Linked DNA regions of Mus musculus: region 2 is linked to region 1. A link is a contact called in public HiChIP or PLAC-seq data. All regions are on one chromosome and are shown on one strand. Each heading gives the region's core, a stretch centred on a gene start, on an enhancer-like site or on the middle of the called end of the contact. The rest is flanking DNA. Distances are from core to core; before and after follow the strand shown. Region 1 has its middle 18 kb from the start of Gm33088. Region 2 holds the start of Eomes (eomesodermin).

Evidence for each region. HiChIP or PLAC-seq counts read pairs in DNA pulled down with a chosen protein or histone mark.
Region 2: a contact with region 1 is called in a BATF HiChIP or PLAC-seq map of CD8 T cells, with 13 read pairs. The contact joins the promoter of Eomes here to the enhancer-like site in region 1. A contact is called at or near these places in 3 of 39 promoter capture datasets (the 3T3-L1 cell line, cancer-associated fibroblasts and embryonic stem cells), 4 of 15 datasets of contacts at CTCF or cohesin (CD8 T cells, embryonic stem cells and pro-B cells), 51 of 484 Hi-C or Micro-C datasets (the 63-12 cell line, the C2C12 cell line, CD4 T cells and 20 more), 18 of 115 datasets of contacts at active chromatin or transcription factors (CD8 T cells, Th17 cells, effector CD8 T cells and 5 more) and 3 of 9 other capture datasets (adipose tissue, embryonic stem cells and liver).

The regions. Positions count from the first base shown.
Region 1 is chr9:118,358,534-118,365,213 of GRCm38.p6, reverse strand. No RefSeq gene overlaps it. Among named protein-coding and RNA genes, the nearest start is that of Gm33088, 18 kb to the right of the region's middle. Within about 2 kb of position 3,908, at least 6 of the 459 cell types and tissues checked have an H3K27ac peak or open chromatin away from gene starts, as enhancers often do. A contact at or near this core is called in CD8 T cells and memory CD8 T cells, where this site is marked.
Region 2 is chr9:118,475,332-118,482,011 of GRCm38.p6, reverse strand. Eomes (eomesodermin) reads right to left here and starts at 3,823. Exons shown (of 6, transcript NM_010136.3): 1 at 2,466-3,823; 2 at 1,391-1,545; 3 at 626-747; 4 at 1-23. The coding sequence starts at 3,352. It overlaps Gm33408 (a long non-coding RNA gene), which reads left to right and starts at 3,364. Exons shown (of 5, transcript XR_871338.1): 1 at 3,364-3,452.

The DNA.
Region 1 (6,680 bases), core at 2,659-5,158:
AATAAATGGGCCTAGAGATAAGAAAGCCAATGTGAATCCAGGTTCCCCCAGATTTGTGGTTTTAGTCGTGATGGTTTAAGATCCTGGAACTTTACTTACTTATTTACAAAGCTGAGATCATAAAAGATACCCGACAGATTGTTTTCAGAATTAAGGAAATAGACATTTTCAGCATTACACTGGGTTTGACATTTTATCCTAGATATTTTTTTTCAAACAAGCAAAACTTCTGTGTATGGGAATTTTGCATGTGTGTAGATCTGACCACCCTGTGTGTGTCTGGTGCCCTTGGATGTCAGATCCCCTGGGACGGGAGGACGTTGTGAGCCGCCACGTGGGTACAGGGGATCCAACACCAGCCCTCTGAAAGAGCAAGTGCTCTTAACCACTAAGTCTTCTCCCTGGACTCCTGAAGATTATGTGTAAGTCTTAGGTGAGAGGACACTGTCAGCCTTATGTTTCAGAATGTGTAAGGGCATGATGGGACCGAACAGCAGTATATTCGTAGCAGGAAGGCAGGTAGAAAATATGCAAGAATATAGTCTCTGAATGTCCAGGAAACAGAATGGAAGGGGGAGTAGACAGGGCTGGATGCAGTTGAGTGGTAGGAGATAAGACTTGAGTCTCCTTCATCTTTAAACACCTCATAGCTCAAGTACGACAGAGCATAGCAGTAGCCATGAAGAAAACAATTTTGCAGGTGTGGTGGTGCATGCCTTTAATCCTGGTGCTCACTTTAAATCCATAGGCAGAGGCAGGCAGATCTCTCTGAATTTGAGGCCAGCTTGGTCTACAAAGCAAGTTTCAGGACAGCCAGGACTGTCATGAAGAGAAACCCTGCCTCAAACAAACAAACAAACAAACAAACAAACAAACGAAGAAAAAGAAGATAATTTTGACATAGAGCTGAATCCCTTTAACTCACAGTTCTGATATCTTTCTCCTTTTACTTCTTGTTACTCACAATTTCCTCTTTTAGTTTTAAATTCCATTTATTTAGTGTGCGGTGGGGTGCACACACCCAGAGTCATGTATGAAGGTCAGAGGACAGCTGGCAGGGCAAGTTCTCTCCATCCACTCTTGTGGTTCCTGGGGATTGAACTAAGGTTAACAGAGCCAGCAGTAAGCGGTTTGGCCTCTGAGTCACCCCTCTGGCTCTCCCCTTGTTCTTTTAATAACCAGCTTGTAGTGTTGGGCATAATCTCCCCAAGAAAGAAAGGATATCATAGGAGGAAGTAGTGTCAAGAGCCAGGGTAGTGGCATAGGCCTTTAATCATAGCACTCAGAAGACAGAGGCAGGTGGATCTCTGTGGGTTCAAGGTCAGCCTGGTCTACAAGTCAAATCCAGTACACAGAGACACCCTGTCTCAAAAAACAAAAAATGAAACAAGAAGAAAAAAGTGTGGTCAAGTTTTCAGGTGGGCCTAGGTCTACCACCACCTCCTCCTCCTCTTTGTCTTCCTCCTCTTTGTCCTCCTTCTCTTCCTCCTCCTCTTCCTCCTCCTCTTCTTCCTCCTCTTCCTTCTCGTCTTCCTCCTCCTTCTCTTCCTCCTCCTCCTCAGGATGGACAAACCCACAGACAGATGCACTCTGTGTCCCAAAGGACTGAGGGATTAAGAGGGGTCTGATGTTACATACCTGTGGCTTCCTGGGGGTAGAGGGCGTCGGCCAAGATGGCGAGATGTCGGGTAAGATTGGCACTGGAAGATTGGCAGTGGCAAACTGGAAGTCCATGCAGATGAGGAGAGACTAACGACACAATAAGAAATGTACAGGATCGGTGTCCATGGTCCCCAGCACTTAACCTCTATTCTGATGTCTCAAAGGCCAGAGCTCATATGGGACTGTAGTTACCATTTATAAGGGAGGAAGTGGAGGCCCAGATAAGTAAGTAGCTTCCCCAAGTCCATACAGCTGAGAAGCAGCAGAGCCAGCCGGCAGTTTGGTTTTGATCTGTGGTTGCCTGTTTTATTTGGTCACCTGTCAGATTCTGAAGTATAGTGTGTGTGTGTGTGTGTGTGTGTGTGTGTGTGCGCGCGTGTGTGTATACACACATGTGCCTGTGCATGCAGGCACAAAGGCAAGAGGGCAAGTTTAGCAGTCATTCCTCCAGAGCCACCCACCTTCCTTTTTGAGACAAGCTCTTGATTGGGACCTAGGACTCTGGTTAGGTGAGGCTGATTGGCCAGAGAGCCGAGCCCCAGTGTGCACCGCAGCTCCTGACTTTCACACGCGTTCTAAGGATCCACCTCAGGTCTTCGTGTTTGCAGGGAAAATGCTTTCCCACCTGAGCTATCAGCCCTCTTCACAGTCAGAACCATTCAGAAAGGGAAGAGGACTGCCTCGGAGTGATGGCTTCCCTGGAGTGGCTGGGCAGGGGAGGTGAATGGTGTGGAGCGGTTTCAGGACCCGATAGATGGGGACAGAAGGCAGGACAACTGAGTCTCTGATTCCGAGCTCCCCAGCTCGTATTTCCCTGCATTTCATCTTTAAGTTACTATATATCCATGTATGTGTATAGGTGCACATATGTACATATAGACAATGTATAAACATATGCGCACATATAGTGTATATATGTCGTATATATACTATATACACAATTTAGAATGGCTCTCCCTTTCTGCTCGGCTTAGTGGTATGTAAAACTTCCCGAGATTAAGAACATAGCAATGCACATGTAACTCAGATTACGTACCACTCATTCTATGTGTATGGTTATAAATAGAAATGTCCCACTGACTGGGGATGTGGCTCACATTGGGTCATACTTCCCTAGTGTGCAGGAATTCCTGGCTCCTTCCTCAGTACCAAATAAAACTGGGCATGGTTGTGTGTGGATGAGGGAGGAATAGCAGTTCAGGGAGCTGGAGAGATGGCTCAGAGGTTAAGGTGGATGGTTAAGTGGTTAAGTGGCTGTTCTTCCAAAGGACCTGGGTTCAATCCCCAGTGCCCACATGGCAGCTCACAGCTATCTATACTCCAGTTCCAGGGGGCTCTGACGCCCTCACACAGATCTATGTGCAGGGAGAACACCAGTGTATATAAAATAAAAATAAATGAATTAATTTTTTAAAAGTTCAAGGTTAGCCTTGGTTACATAGCAAATGGGAGACTAGCCTGGGGTACATGAGACCTTTTCTCAAAAGAAAAGTCCCGTTATGAAACATCAACTCCTAGTCAGTGAAAATGTTTTATGTGCCTGCAGATCTGAGCTCTCCTCTTACATTCTTTTTCTCTTTAATGTCTGACCATGTATGACTTTAGCTCCTTGTTGATTGTACACGTTTAGTTCCGTGGGCTGGGCTTTCTGTGTGTTTAGGATCGGTGGTGTTTCAGGTCACATCTCGGTTGGTGTTTTCCTGCATCTCCTTTTGTCTGTGGTTGCTCTGACCAGCCGCGTTTGGGCTTCAGTCGATCAGTCTGTTCCATTCTGTTCATGATAGTGATGCCATTAGAGGCTCCTGAGGACGTTGCTCGGGGATGTCAAGCCGTCTTTTTAGAGAAATCAGGTGGGTATCACTGAGCAAGCTCCTTGTTTTAACAGACACTAGCCCTTTCCAGTGCAGCTACATAAAGTCAAGGAAGACTGTGGGCCGATTCAGGGTTTGGTTCCCGCTTGGACATTGCCTGCTGCCATAGCATTCTGGCTGTTGAGGCACCAGCTCCCTGTCCATGGTTTGTATTTATCTTGTTCTTGGTAATTTCTATCTAGAGCTGCCAATACCTACCAACTCCAGTGTCTCTTTAGGAGTGACTTTCTGAAGCTCTTACATGAGAAGATGACAACTTCTTCCCCCTTGTTCTTTTGTTTCTATTAAAGTCAGGGCATGACACTGACGTCACCCACGTGCAGGTAAGTCAGGTTATGTAACTCTCATTTAGAGCAACTAGGACTGCCACTCCTGTCTGTCCTGAACATGGAGGCTGGAGCTCTCTAGGGCTTTCATTTTGTTCTGAGTTCCTATAACCCACCAAACCTAAATATGAAACCAAACCGAAACCTCTCAATTTTGAAATCAAAGGCTTCTTTGAATCTCAATTCCAGTTTAGTAAAAAGAATACATGACACTTCACAAAAGCCGGTGGGAGGAAGGGTTTCTGTGGGGGGCAGTGTGAAGCAAAAACCAGATTTAGGAGAAATCAGAAGAACAGTAAAATCTTCATTTTCAATTTCTTTTCAGACTTTACTGGGTTGATTCTTCTTTTTGGCCATTCTCTTGAGATGCCGGCATCCTGTCAGAGTCTCTGCCTGCCTCCCAGATGCTGGGGCTGCAGATGAACGCAGCACTCCTGGCTTTATGTAAGCAAAGCAGATTAAGTAAAAGACAGGTGGTAAGATGCTCAAGAACTCAACTCCATAGACTGTTTGCTAGGAATCTCCTGCTCCAGTCTCCTTATGCAGATAGTTGGGTATCCAGGTCAAGTCCAACTGCAAGATCTAAGAGACAAGCAAAGGATGTTTCTCTTTTTTACTTCTCCATATCGCTCTGTGTCCCCACAGCATCCACTTAACCCTGGCTGCTCCATCTTCTACTCTTCCCCCTTCAGGATCTTCCAACCCTATGCTGCACATCTGAAAAAAATCCTGTGGCTGAAGGTATTATGTGAGGCAGGCCATGGTGGTTCACAAGTGTAAACCCAGCACTTGGGAGGTGGAACATGGAGGCATTCTTGGCTACAGAGTAAATCCTAGGCCAGTTCAGATTATATCACCAGGCCCCGTTTCAAAGCTCCTCTTCTGTCAAAAGAGAATGAAAATACTTCGTGATGAAGAAGCCAAAGCAAAGTACCTATAAAATTTCTTCTACGTCTATAAATTAGTGAAAATATGTGTTCAGGATAAATGAATAGACATGACAAAATCAATAAAAATGATATAAGCATATAATCAGAATGTCACATGGAGGGTGACTATGGATGTAGCTTTCAGGGAAAGGGGGCCTCCTACTATGAATTATGCACTACGATGGAGCTGAAGAGGTATCTTTCTCAATATAAAAGTAGCAAAATGTAGAGCTCTGCTATAAACTTAAGGAGGAAGGCAACTTTATATACTGATAGACACAGAAATAATGTTCTCAGAAAATAGCAAAGCCAATGGAGGAACTCTTGAAGGAAAAAAAAAACTGATCAAATATACTATCTTAAATTTTGTTTTTATTTATTTACTTTATTATCACTTTATTATCATTATTATTTTTTGAGACAGCCTCACTACATAGCCCAGGCTGTCCTGAAACTCACAGAAATCCAGTTGCTCTGCCTCATGATTGCCGGACTAAAGGTGTGTGCCTGGGTTAGTTTGTTTTTTAATGATATCAACAGTCTCTGGTGTTGCTAGTGCAGTGGTTTCAGATCTATGGGTATGCCTCAAGGCTGCCTGCCGCACGTGTGCTTCAGGTATCTGTAGAGTCATGTGGGCAGCCCCATCCAAATGATGCAGTTCACACTGTACTCTGCTTTCCTGGGAGGTGCCTTTACATTTTTATGGTAAGTTTATTTGGATACTTGTAACAGTCCTCTAAGCACTCCAGCAGAGGGACTTTGTAGCAGGAGATGAGCCTGTTACTCTGCTTTGACTCATGAGAATCGTAACAAATTCAACCAAGTCTGTGGGTGCAACAGTAGCATTTATTTGCTCGTTAGAGAACACCCAGGATGGAGTCAGCTAACTTGTCAGGTGCGTTTTGCAATCCAACTCTTACCCGTTTGTTTTACCAAAATGATGCTGGGCTTCGCTTTAAGATGAATAATATTTTCAGATATTGTGAGTCATTCTGTAAGCGATGCTTGTTTACTGTCATCACAAAATAATCTTCGGGTGAGATCACAGGAATGTTTATTGGCTGCTAAGAAAGTTTTGCTATACAATTTCAATTGCTGTCCAAGTTTAATGGCTCATTAGACACTTTCAATTTTTAAAATATTACAAATCTAAAGTTTGTGTGCTAAACAATCATTTTATCTAGGTATTTGAAAGGTAAGAAAGCAATAAATATATTTTGATCAGAAAAAATGAAAATGTGATGTAACAGGGCTGGAGAGATGGCTCAGTGGTTAGAGCACTGACTACTCTGCCAGAGGTCCTGAGTTCCATCCCCAGCAGCCACATGGTGGCTCACAACCATCTGTAATGGGATCCAGTGCCCTCTTCTGGTGTGTCTGAAGACAGCTACAGTGTATTCACATACATAAAAATAAGTAGATAAATCTTTTTTAAAAAATGTGAAGTTACTAAATAGTAAAGTGACAGAAAATTAGTTGGGCCACTGAAAGCCAGGAATAAACAATCTAAGAGTAAACCTGACCTCACACTTTCTAGGGAGCAGGATACGAGGTGGATCCAGTTCCTCCTTCCTAAAGTTAATGGATTCCTTTTTAAAGCTATGAATCAACCAGGCCTGGTGGCTCATGCCTTCAAGAATCCCAGCACTTGGGAGGTAGAAGCAGATGGATTCTTGGGAGTTCCACGATAGCTAGCGCTACATAATGAGACCTGTGTTAACCAAACAAAAGACCAATCCTGAGAAATAGCACGTGACTCAGTTCTCTGTTAACCTTGTTTCAGCTATGTAATTTTATAATTAATGATCAATTACATTTGAGTTACTGAGACCTAAACTTACATGTAGAAACTGAGCTATATCCTGAGACCTATTGTTATTATATATATAATA
Region 2 (6,680 bases), core at 2,574-5,073, 120 kb before region 1:
TGCAGAGACTGCAACACTATCATCTGGGGATAGAGAAAAGAGAGACTTTCATAGGTCTCAAAAGTAGATTTTTAACAGACTGTACATTTTGAGACAGGACTTCTGTTTGCTCCCTACTACAGCTTTCTTTTTTGTTTTTGAGGGGGATTTTCTTTGTTTATTTGGTTTTATTAAAGATTCTGTTTTAAGATTTAAGATCCTCGGGATTAACAATTTCGACTTAAAGTCCTAACTCTGATTCTGGAATGTCAGAGCACATCTGTAACCGCAGCATCTGAGACTGAGAAGTAAGAGGGTCAGCAGTTCAAGGCCAGCCCGAGCTAGGTATACAAGACCCACTCCCCAAGATAAGAAACAAACAAACAAACAAACAAACAACAACCAAAACAAAAACAGAGTGTCTGTGTATTTGATAGATACTCTTTCCTTTTGGCTCCCCAAGTCCCCCCCTAAAATTTGATGTTTCTATGCATAGTAGTAAGAAAGTACAAATGACACAGGTAAATACATAAATTTAAAATTGAGCAAAGTCACAACTGTAAATACTTAGCTAAGCACAGTGACAAAAGGATGAGCTGTCCAAGAGACCCCGACCAGAAGACACAGGCTTTTCCAGTCTCCCTACCTGTGTGTTGTTGTTGTTTGCACCTTTGTTATTGGTGAGTTTTAACTTCCCAAAGGAAATCTCCTGCCTCATCCAGTGGGAGCCAGTGTTAGGAGATTCTGGGTGAACGTACATCTTATTGCCTAAGAGGAAAAGGAAAGGAAACATAAGCAAATGAAAGGAGACAGCCTTCACCCAGGCAGGTTGGAGAGGATGTCTGTTAGCTAGGCTTGGGTTTGCTGTAGCAACCTCCTCCTGGGAGGTCAGTCGACTGAAATCAGTGGATCCCAGCGGGACTCCAGTCACTCCCCCGGGCCAGGGTGCATCCAGCCTTCCTTAATCATGGTATTCCAATCACCAGCCTCTCCAAACTTAAAAAACAGAGTTGAGAGGAGAGAGGATGGTTCTTGATTGTTGGTCTGAGACCTTAAGCTGGAGGGGAAGTGCCTCATCGAGTCCTTAACTTTTATAGATTAAGTTAAAGGTGGCCTGGGCTTTCTCAAGAGAATTCTAAAATGCCAGGATCATTTACCAGGAACTTTCCCCAAACCCAGAACTTCACTTGGCTATTCATTTCTCAAACATAGCCCTCATAGGGTCAAGGTCAAGGTTTGATATATAATGAGAAACAAGAAAAAGGACGGAGTAAATTTCTCCCCAGCAGCAGAAGGCAGCACATGCTAACATCCCCATGCCCCAGGTTGGGGTGACATGCTTGATTTAAATGTGGCCGGTCCAACACTGAGGCTCCGACCTCTTCCCGGTCCAGGCCCCCTCTCTCCTCACCCTGCATGTTATTGTCCGCTTTGCCGCAGGTCACCCACTTGCCCCCCTGGAAGCGCCAGTGGTTAGGGTCGGCCAGAACCACTTCCACGAAAACATTGTAGTGGGCGGTGGGGTTGAGTCCGTTTATGTTGAAGCTCAAGAAAGGAAACATGCGCCTGTGCAAAGAACAGAACCAGAGGAAATTATTTAAGTAGCGGCTCTGGTCCCTCCCGGACACATGGGGGGTCTGCAATAAACAGCAAACAAACAAAAATGGCTACTACGGCCTGAAACTAAGAAAATGGTTTTAAATTGACATATTTATTTGGAACAGCCTCCAAATCAGTATTTTCCCTAATTCGCGTGCTTCTTTTCTGAGACATCCATCTATTTTCAGGTATCTACTAGGTTTCTTTCTGAAATGTCTAAAATTATTTTTAAAGACATAGGTGACTGAGAACATTAGGCCGGAGCGCGCCTTCTTGCACTCTCTCTCTCTCTCTCTCTCTCTCTCTCTCTCAACGAGCCCTCTTTGGGTCCCTGTCTCCCAATATCCACTCCTCACTTCCTCAAGAAGTAGCTGATGACAATTTGAAGGTGTGCCTGAACTTTCTGGTCCCTTCCCCGCAAGCAGAGCCCCCTCCCCCAAACATCTGGCTCCAAAAACTGTCTACCTAGTCACCAGCTCAAACCGACTTCTTTCTGCTCTTCTTACAGAAGAGCCCCACCAAACCAAGGAGCTTTAAAAAGCTTCTTTTCAAACACTTGTGCGCAGGCCGCAGCCAGCTCCAGCTAGCCCTCTTTCGCTATGCAGCCCACAAATCGCCTGCTGCAAACCCAGGAGCCAGCGGGTCACGTAGATCTGCCCTCAAGGGTTCATTCCCAAATTTCCATCTCCGCCTCCTCCTCCTCCCAGTCAATCCCGGTGAAGGTGACTAGAGAGGAGAGTAACGTGGGCTCGGAGCCCAAGCTACAGGTGTGCCTTAGGAAGTAAGGGACACGACTTTGGAGATATGATGTACCACTTAAACACCCTAAGCAGAGCCCGCAGTGTGCGGACAACCAGGCGCCTGGGGTCCCTCCACCCTGCACTCACCTGCCCTGTTTGGTGATGATCATCTCAGTTTGGTGCCGGTGGAATTTGAGCCATAGGGGCCGGTTGCACAGGTAGACGTGGGCGCGGAAGCCGGAGCCAGGCACCCCTAGGCCCCCCAATCCTCCACAAGACCCGGCCGCTGAGGTTCCGGCGTATGGCCCGTAGAGCGGAGAACCCTGGCCGTAGGGATAGGCGCCAGGACCGCCGGCACCACCGCCGCTGCTACCAGCGCCGCTCCCCGAACCCGCAGCGGGGCCGAACTGCGCCCTCGCGGGCGGGCACACGGCGGCGGGGAATCCACCGGGGGGCAGCATGGAGCCGTAGGGGTAGCGCGCGCCATTGGACGCGGGGTACACGGGTCCGTGGGCTGCTCCGGCCGCCGCCGGGTACTGGAAGAGCGAGCAGGGCGCGGCGAGCTCGGAGCCCTGCGGTCCCGGCGACGGGAGGTAGTAGCGCTCGGAGCTCAGGCTGTCCATGGAGTAGCGCGCGGTGGCCGCGGCGGTGGCGGCGGAGGGCAGCTCCTCCTCCGCGCACGGGGAGCCCTTGCGGCCGTCCGGGGGCCCGGGCTTGGCCACCGCCGAGGTGCTCCCGAAGGTGTCCCCAGCGTCCGCGTCACTGAGCATGGCCGCGGGGGCCCCCGCGCCGGCGCCTGCGGGTTCTGCGCTCCCCGCCTGGCACGGGAGACTGCCCGGAAACTTCTTGGACGCTTTGTCTAAGTCCAGCCTCTGGGGCGAGGGGGCAGCACCGGGGAGGAGGCTGACGCTCCCTCCGCCTCCCCCTCCTCCTCCGCCTCCTCCTCCTCCTCCTCCGCGAGCACTCTCCAGCGAGTAGAAGTGCGCGCCGGGCAGGTTCACCGAGCTCACCAGGAGCTGCTCTCCCAACTGCATGCTTTAGCGAATCGCAGACGGCAACCGGCTGCCTCCTCGCCTCCCGCGGCCTGGTTATAAAGGCCAGTTGGGGGAGCCAGCGCCCTCTTCCGAGGGGAAGGTAATGTCCCCTTCCTCCCTCGCCTAGGCTACCCACCTGCGGACCTGCGGGGCGGCTTCAGCGCGCGCCCAATTTAGCGTCCTTCCCTCAAGGGAACAAACTCGGGATTGTAGGTGCCCCTTTCCTTCCGCAAGAAAACAAACCCCGGGTTGTAGGTGTCTCTCTCCTTCCTTCCTTCCTTCCTTCCTTCCTTCCTTCCTTCCTTCCTTCCTTCCTTCCTTCTTTTCTTCCTTCCCTCCTTGTCTAACCTCTCAGGACCCCTACACTCACACTAAGGAAGAAGAGGACTTAGCTCTGAGTTCCCATTTAGCAACCAGCCATTTCCTCTCGGCTGGCTCTGCTAAACTCTAGGCATACTTGACCGCTTGGAAACTTGTGAGCGGTGGTTGGCTGCTTATATATGTGCGGCCAGGGAGGGGCTTCGCAGCCCCATGGCTAGGGGACTTTGCTATTGGCTGTTAGAGGTGACACTAATTCAATTAAGTATTTATTAATTGGATCGGGTCGCCTGCGAGTTTCATTTTCTCTTAGCTTATTTGGCTGTTATTGCTGGTTTGGTGTTTCTTTAAGCGTCTTTGGGAGAACTATATCCCACTGAGAATCAATCCTGGTGTACCCGGTGGCTCTATGGCGCCGGAGAAACGGGTTTGAAGTCTGCGAACATGGTCTACCCACGGCATAGGAATCATTCCTGAGTTCGGGTCTAGTTTGGCAGGTCCCAGAGGCCCGTGAAGGCGTCTTTACAAGCTCCCTGCTCGCAGGAAGGCTCAGGTCCCCGGGGGTGCAAATCTAGGGGAGGGCTGGAGAGCGACCCGAAGTCTCTGCGCACACCCTCCTTCTGACTTCCTGGCCTTCAGCACACAGGAACCGCTTTTTGTCCTGTCCCATCTTTTAGCGTAAAGACTTGGTGGAGAGAAACCTCGCGTTCAGTTTTTGGGATTCCAGAGATGGCAAAAGGATTCCGCGTCTGAATCAGAGACTCCAGCTTCTAGCTTCTGAAGTGGGCTTCTGAAGACCCAACATGAGCCTGACCGGACGAACCAAACACTCAGTATTACAACCGCGCTAAAACACCGGCTTCCCCGAGGCCGTCACTTTCATTACTCAGAATTCCCTCTGCTCGGTTTTTTCTAAACACTGGATGTTTCCTACCTCCCCCAGCCCCCGCTTTCGCCAACATCTTTGGTGGGGACTGACACTAAGACACAAAGGTTCCCTAGCAGCTGTGCAGTTAAGATTCCCTGCGCCTCTCTGCGGCACAATACAGAAGGCAGAATAATTAGTGAAATAATCAGTTTGATATTGAATTAAGCTCCTTTGCTCCAGCTGCCTGTTTTTCCCCCCTGCGTTTCCGCAAACAGTCAAGGACGGGGCCGTCATATTTTATTGTTTTATTATTACAGAAGGGGGAACACGTTTCGTTGACGATGAGAAGCCTGTACATTCTCCTCTAATAAGCAATTACGGACGCCTGCAGTAGTCGCTCCAGGAGCGCATTTTCCGGTCGAGATGTAGGGACTCTGCTTCCCCCAACCCAATGCGATCACACGGGAAACTTTTGCCGAGAACAGATGAGGTGGCCGCGGGATCTGCTAAGCGCTCAGACGCCAGCAGCAGATCCGCGCGAAGCTTTCCAACCTGGGTCCAAACCCCGCGAATCACGAACGTGGGCACGCCCGTGTTAGGGAGTGGAGCGATCCTTCATGGACTTGGATGCTGTGTGGGGTTTTGATAGAATAGCGTAGTGGGTCTTGGGCGCTCGCAAAGCTTTTCAAGTGTTTTGGAACAACAACCTTGTCAATTTTGGCTCAGAGAACTCGGGCTGACATCCTGCGCGATCAGTCCAGAGATCCCAGCTCCGATTTGGTCTCGGGCTCCGTCCCGCATGTTTTTGTTTTGTTTTGATGCAGCGAAGCCTTTGGGATTAATTTTTATTCCCCTCAAAGGGTGCGAGATATTGAACGTGAGGATTCCACAAGGGGGATGCGAGTTCCAAGAAAAGGGCCTCACTGCGCTGGGGACTCAACCTGGAGTCTTCGTTAGCCTGGCCCTGAGCTGCAGGATGTCTGAGGGAGATGTAGGTGTGAGACTGAATCTCACGTTATCTGCAGATGGGGTGACTGAAGTTATATGTCAGTTTTGTATTATAACACAGCCAGAAGTAAGGTCCCTTCAAAATACTTTGAAGAGACCGGGGAAACGCTGGCGTGGCACAGTGCCACACAGGCAACGGGCACCGTTCAGACCCACTCTGGCGCAAGTAACTCAGACCAGCTGTCTCCCTAACCACATCAGAATCGGGTTCATTCTATCCTACCCCTAGAGCAAGCTCATGAAGGAAGGCGCATAGGTTCGTTTCTAGTGCCATCAAATTATTAACTCGGTGTAATTCAATCTGTGTAACTAGAATTTGAACGGATTCCTGGAACCCCACCTCAGTAAATACACTTTCATCCGATTTCTGACACATTTTACAGAAATAAAGATAAATCCAAAAAGAATCAAAAACAAGAGCGCTAGGAAAGTCTTTTGGGACCTGGGATTTTTGAGATATGGGAAGTTTATTAGGGTTAACATTAGTGTTGTTAGGACGCATTAGTGTAACTGTCAGATCGTGAAGACTTTCCCTTTAAAATGGTGAAAAGCACCGTTTCAACTAAACATATTTTTCCTAGCTTCATAGAGACAAAAAAATCAAATATTTTATGTTAATTAACTTACATTTTATTACTGATACTTCTGGACTACATTAGTCCCAAGTTCTGGAACACGGTGGAGGACAAATCTATGATTTTCTACTTGGGATGGGCTTTTTTTTTTTTTCCTGGCTCATTAATACTTATAGAGAAAGAGAGATAAAAATCAATGTTTTCTGGTGTCTCAGGCACACTTTAAAATCCAAGACCTCTTTTCCAGAAGTAAGAAGAGAAAACAAAGCGAGGGCACATGTCAGGCAGCACCTCCTGTAGCCTGGGTGCACAAACAGCAGGACCTTCCATGCTGTATGCTGTTTGATTTCAATTACACCCCAAGCTTCATGAAATCCAAGCGAGACATTTATTGAAAGGTGCCTGGTTTTCCGTGGCTTAACGGACAGTGATACATTGAACAAAAACATCAACAGTGGGGAGGAGATCCCTGGCAGTACCAGACCCCAGCTGTGGCTGGGTTAATTCAAATAGCTCTTTGCAGCCTGAGATGGGGCAAGCAGGAACCTCTGGAAGCTGA